2 separate regions of the Rattus norvegicus genome follow, and region 2 is linked to region 1. Evidence: chromatin contacts called from public Hi-C data. All regions are on one chromosome and are shown on one strand. Each heading gives the region's core, a stretch centred on a gene start, on an enhancer-like site or on the middle of the called end of the contact. The rest is flanking DNA. Distances are from core to core; before and after follow the strand shown.

The links. Hi-C and Micro-C count contacts between places; a contact is called where the count stands out from the background.
Region 2: a contact with region 1 is called in a Hi-C map of psoas muscle, with 2.0 times the contacts expected there. The contact joins the enhancer-like site here to the promoter of Irgm in region 1. A contact is called at or near these places in 2 of 12 Hi-C or Micro-C datasets (the Rat2 cell line and psoas muscle).

The regions. Positions count from the first base shown.
Region 1 is chr10:33,741,088-33,744,198 of GRCr8, reverse strand. Irgm (immunity-related GTPase M) reads left to right here and starts at 1,621. Exons shown (of 3, transcript NM_001012007.1): 1 at 1,621-1,913.
Region 2 is chr10:34,069,858-34,072,968 of GRCr8, reverse strand. All of the region lies in intron 1 of Mgat1 (alpha-1,3-mannosyl-glycoprotein 2-beta-N-acetylglucosaminyltransferase), which reads right to left. Among named protein-coding and RNA genes, the nearest start is that of Mgat1, 5.0 kb to the right of the region's middle. Within about 2 kb of position 1,583, at least 82 of the 93 cell types and tissues checked have an H3K27ac peak or open chromatin away from gene starts, as enhancers often do.

The sequences.
Region 1 (3,111 bases), core at 372-2,871:
TCCATCGGGGATGCCTAACCCCAGGCTCCCACCCAAAGATTCTCAGCAAGTGGCATGTTTTTAAGGGCAGACTGCCTGCGTTCTGAATACCCGCTGCATCCAGCCATAACATCATCCTGCCTTGAGGAACCTTTACCTGACACCCAGTTATAACAACCCCTGCTGTGGCCGGCCTCAGTTCCTCCTCAGGAGCAAGAGCCTGAGAGGACTACTCTGAGATCAAGGGAGACACTGTCTCTGGAGTAATGAGATCTCCTGAGTTGAAATGCTGGCTCACTGAGACAGAAGGTTCCAGAAACTCTCTTCTTGACCATCCTGTACTGTCCTCAGACCTGTTCCTGTTTGTTCTTATAGAAATCACATAAAGAAAGCAGGACATATAATTTTCCGGTCTCTAAAGATCGAAATTAGCCAGAGATTTGCAGCAGCCTGGTTTCTCCTCAGGCTTTAAGGAGAGAAGCTGAGGGCTTAGAGAGATCAAACAAAGGTAGATGCTAGCTTTCACTCAGACCCTCCAGTTTGTTAAACAGGAAAGTGAAAGCAGCTGACATTTGTTCCTATTCACAGCAACTCAGTCTTTTCCAGTAAGGAAAAAGAGAAAGCCACCAGCACTAGCAGAGGATCACATTACTGGTCACTCGGAGGGATGACAGAGAGGGCTCCTTGTGACCAGAGGATCGCATTGCCCAAACCTCTGGTCAATACTGAGCCTGTAATGGGCAGACGTTGTGTTGGGGACACCAGAAAGCGCCAGTAGGGGCCTCCTCATTCCTCTCCCTCACTCGCGCAGTGAGGATGGAACAGGCTCAGCTCTGCTTCTCTTTGCTCAGCTGTGCAGTGAGAGCTCGCCCGGACCGGACCGCAGAGCAGCAAAGAGAATTACGGAGCCGCCCACGGCTCTGAAAGCAGTTCCACTCCTCCTCACTGCCCGCTTTGACACTGTGACCGTAGCCGGTTGCTAGAAAACATTTCTGCTTTTCTTCATGAGAAGAACATCACACAGGGGTCAGTGCTTCTATGCCACCGTCAAAGTGTCCAATCCCTGCTTTTTGCTCAGGTATCTGACTCTCTAATAATCTACCTCCAGGATCTAAGGAAAATGAAATATGCCCCCTCTCAGCTCAGACCCTCTTCCCACTCAAACACTAGGAAGGACAAGGCGCCGGTGTTCTGACATTCTCCCTTAAAAAGACAGTGAGTAACCAAGTGAGCGAGTGAACAGGGAAAACAAATCATACGGAACGAGATCTCAGTGCCACCTCCAAGCACTTGAGGGGCCTGAGTTTGCTGGGTCTTGAGGTTAACATTACCCAGGGCCAGCATCTCCACAGGTGGTGTCCATGTATGTGAAAAGGGTTCAGGCACAGAATGCTCTGATGTTGGGCTGGCTGTTAAAATCCCTAAGCGGACACAATTCCCACCCCAATGGCCCCACCCCCACTTCCACCACCCGCCCCCGCCTCCCCCCAATCCCTCATCTCAGCCCTGTTGAACTTGGGTCAGCACAGCAGGGCTCTGCTCCTATTTGAAGAATACTAGGCAGCCGGCCCAGCCCAATTCTGAAAACCAGTTCGTTTCAAGGAATAGAAACTGAAACCGACTCTCTATTGGGAGTCCCCTCCCGGCTGGGCCCTGGCAAACAGATCTCAGATCTAGAAACTGCAGGACAAACTGCTTAGAGACCAGAGGCAGAAAGGAAATCCACCCGATCAGACCTCGTCTTGGTTCACTCCTCTCAGAACTCCAGACCTCTGCATCTCATCTCTAAACATCCGGGTCTAGATTCCAGTTCTGGGTCTCTCTGTAGAGAACTTTTGCCGGAGGACCGCAACGTTTATTTCTAAGAAAGAAGGAGGGGGTGACGTTACAGGAAGCCCACTAACATTGAATCACACATAACTCTTCTGGATCAGGTAAGTAAGCTTGGCCACCCCCAACTTTTCTTCCCTACAATATGAACGATAAAAACCCGTGAAGCCAGGTCACGTGACCTTTGGGCCTGGCTTCCTTTGCTCATGCAGTGTCTACAGCAGAGCCTCTCTCTGACTGTCTTCAGTACCACACAACCCTGCTGAATCTTTGCTACTCAGATCCGTCTAAGCCACCAGACTGGAGGCAAATGTTTACCTCACCTGTATATTCTCGGCCTTGTGGATTTTCTGATGTTGGCTAAATTTGAAGAAGGAAGGCAGAGTGTGCCAACTCATATTCTCTTGGAATCTAAGATAGTGCCTCTTCATATCTGCACAAAGTAAACGCCCGAGATCGGAATACATGAAAAAATATGGGGGAAGAAAAAGAATTTGTTTCTTATCAGTGGGATAGAACTCAGGGTGGGATTTGAGTATAAGGTATCTTAATGACTTTTTTGTCTGACTCCATTAAAATGTTTTATTTGCACTGAAAAAAAAATGGCTCTGTTTAAGGAACCACCTCATTCACCAATCTGTAAATTTATAGTTAATGAGGTGGGAGCTTTTCAAATACCATCTTCCCAGAGCATGTGGACTCAGGATTGTCCCCATTCACCATGAGGAAGTTTGTCACACTTTCCAAATAAACATCGTGATTTTTTTTCTGTCTTTCCTAATAGTAATCAAACAAAGAATTAATGAGGGTTTTAGCACACACAAGGATACCAGTTCCCAAAAATCCTTGATTTTTGGTTCATTACTAGTCCAGTCTGGTTCCCATGTTTCCTTGAGTCTTTCTGAGAGAGATTCATAATAATTGTTTTATACACAAACCACGCATAGAGCCTATGCAGAAAAAAAATCCACTTGTAAATTTTACATCAGGTAAGCCATGAAATTTATTTAGTGGTTTATAATAAGCATGTTTCCAAGTTAATTAATTGAAGTAGAAAATAGCGAAACTCTGCTCGATGAACTAAGATGGGATAAAGTGGCAGCAGAGGGAATTGTGTGGTGCCTGCCACCTTTCATGCAGCTACGGGCAGGTGTGGGCAAGCATGCTCTCCGTTCTGTGTGTCTGTGAGGAGGCTCAAAAGACATTCCTCACTGGTCTGATTCTCTTCTCCAGGCCTAACCCCCACCTCTAGTTGGGTCGACAGCCACAGGGCTCTATACTCTTCTTTGGGGTTTTTCAAGC
Region 2 (3,111 bases), core at 334-2,833, 330 kb before region 1:
CATACTTGCCTCTCTCTGTCAAAAGTGACAGGTAAACAGCAATGGTCAACTCCAACCAGGAGCGGGAAAGCAACTGTTATCTCTAGCCTTAAAGCTGCATCCCGAGGCGAGGCGGAAGAAACGTTAAGGAACTGTCCCCTCCTGTCTCTGCTTTACCCGTAAGATAAAAAGCACAGCTCAGAAGTGCAGAGCACACAGTACCCATTACAGATAACAGCTATCTCAGCGAATTACTTTCTGTTGTTATACTCTGTGTGATAGACCAGGCTCCATAATTTCAGAGGGACAGAGGAACTGAGAAGAAGACCGAGCAGATGTGCTAAATAATTCAAGGATAAAGAAGGTAAGACCTAGGAGGGATGCAGGCTCTTCACCTGGGGAACTGGTCAAAGAGATGCAGTACAATGCTACACAATGCCTGGCAGGCGCGCCAGGCAGGAAAGCCCTGAGTCAGTTACTTAAAGAACCACTGCTTCAGTTCCTCCTCTGGAAACAGACAAACTGACTTTAGGATGAGAATGTCAATACCCTGATGTCCTACGTAGAAAGTTAGTTTAACCTGTTGCAATGACACGGAGTTTGAACACACTGTAATAGAGCCTTCTAAGAAACAGAAGCAGGGATGTAATATTGCCATTACTGGTGATTTCCATACTAAAAAGCCAAGGACTGGTGACTGGAAACAGGAAGACCCTAGAATCTAGAACACTCTAGTCTAAATAGTATTAGAAATGAAGACAATAAAGCTGGCCAACAATATTCTCAAGCACAAGAGCCATTACAGTAGTAAAGGTTAAGGAAAATAAAGCTTCACCAGAAAGCCACTCTTCCATGGAGACACGACTGGGTGGGCCACAGTCCCACTGAACCACATTTTGTAAAATGGGGGACTCTATACCTCTTGGGAGCCCCCTGTTCCAACTATATTAGCAAGGAGGCTAGGAAAAAAGTTTTCTTGCCAAATTACATATTTTAACATTGAGTCAAATTTTCCTTGTGTCTGAGCAAAAAAAAAAAAAAAAAAAAAAACCAGCCTTGGTAACTAACTACTCTGGGGTGAGGTTTGCACAAAGTCCACTTTCTACTCCAGCCCCCCACTTCTTCAGGGCGACCCCATCTCTCCCTTGCCCGCACCCACGGTGCCCTCCAACCGAGTTTCACAACAGACTCCTCCGGGAGAAGCCACCCTCCCTCCAGCAGCTAAAGGCCGGGAATCCTGTGGCTGTGCGTTAAGTTACCACTTCCCCACGCGGGGGAGACTGCGCGCTGCGCGGCCCCGGGCGGGCCGCCACTCTCACCGCCCCGGCTTTAGAGCACACTCGGGACTCAGACCTGACTCCCCTAGCTGTGCGGCCTCCCTCCTCCAAGCTCCTTGCCCTCCTGGGACAATCCCCAGGACTGAAGACGCTGGCGTCCCCGGCCCAGCTCACCCGATCGTCTCAACTCACCCTGCCCGGATCCAGGCTAGCCCCGGACCGGCAACACCCAACGCTGGAGCGGCCTCCTCCGGTCTGGCTGGCCTTCCTGCTAGCAAGCAATGTGGTCCTTCCCCGGGAGGGCGGGGCGGCGCTCCCCTAGCCCCGAGGCCCCTCTGTTGGTCCCCGCCCTGCCGCGGGCGAGTCCGCGCTGGCCCCTCCTTCCGGGGCCTTCCTCTACTGCTGACTTCCTGATCACCGGTCAAGATCTAAACAACGGGATTTCCCAAGTCCCCAAACTTAAGAAGGCAGTGGTAGCAAAGATGTTTGGGGGCCCTTTCCCTCTCAGTCGCAGCTCCTGTGTAGATGAGCCAACCCCACTCACACCCTCAGGCTTGTCCTGTTCAGATTTTTCCCAAGTGTCCCTTGTACAGCCCAGTGAATCTAGAGCTTCACCAACTTTGAGGGGTACAGCACTTGGTGGTGTTAGAAGCATTTCCTCAGCAAAAAGAGCGTTCACTAATCCCAGTAAGAACCTGGGAACCATTCTCTATATGCAAGGGAAGTTGCAGGCTATTAATTTGAAAAAGGCAGCAAGAGAGGGGTGAGGGTGTGCAAGCAACAAGTATGAGATGCAAAAGGGAAGCTAGGGAGGAAACACCTGCTGCCCAAAGTGGGTAAGAGCCAGCTGGCCGTTTCATTTCTTTCTTTTTCTTTTTTCTTTTTCTTGGGGTGGGGTGGGGCGGGGGTGGGGGTGGGTGCCCCATTATGGGTGGGGAAACCAAAGTTAGGCCTGTGTGCGGGGGTAGAAGCTCAGTCCTAAGGAGGGAAAGAATCACAAGCTTTTGTGGTAACCCTAAAAGTGAATAGGGGAGTGCCATGTAACCCCTGCAACTGTATTCCTTTGTACTTCAAAGCAAAAGAAACATGGAGAGAACTGGGAGGAACAGGGAGACTCATCAGGAACCGGCTGAACAGAGTTCTAAACAAGGAATACCTCAATCAGCTTCAAGCAGCCTGAGAGGGAAAGGAAAGATGAAGACCAAGAGCTTCTGGGCCTGACTTGGATGTCAGCAGTGGCCCCAGAGCACAGACTGTTTTTGAGATCTAAGCCCTGCATAATTAGCAACTCAGAGCAAGCCACATCTCACTGGTTGGACCGTTTTGTTTTTTGGTTTTTTGTTTTGTTTTGGTTTTTGGTTTTTTTTTTTGCTTTTTTTTTAATCCGAAAGTCTTCGAATCCATACCTTCCACTCACCTCTACTATAGTCTCACTCCCTCCCACACCCTGCTGTGCCTGAGCCTTTGCCTAAGCCTTGGCTCCCACCACCCTTGGATCTCTCACCCAAGAGGGGAGCAGGAAACCACAGGCCACTCCCCAGAGGGTACTGCCAGTTGATTACTTGATACACTCAACCTCAGCCAGACCCTCCTACCCACAGACTTCACCGGGTGTTCCAGAGCCCAAGGTAAGGAGGACCTGTAGGTATGTGTTTACAGAGTGATCATTCACTAACTTGTTCCTACAAGACACCAGGAATGATGCAGAAAGTAGGGAGTGTCTTAAGGGCTCTGTGGGCAGAAGAGGACGTAAAACAAAATTGTAAGGAGACACTAGGTAGAGTTGCCCTTCTTTCTAAGCCTGCTTTCTTGACCTTTTTATACACTCTCCCAGCATCTCTGCAGAGCACAGAAT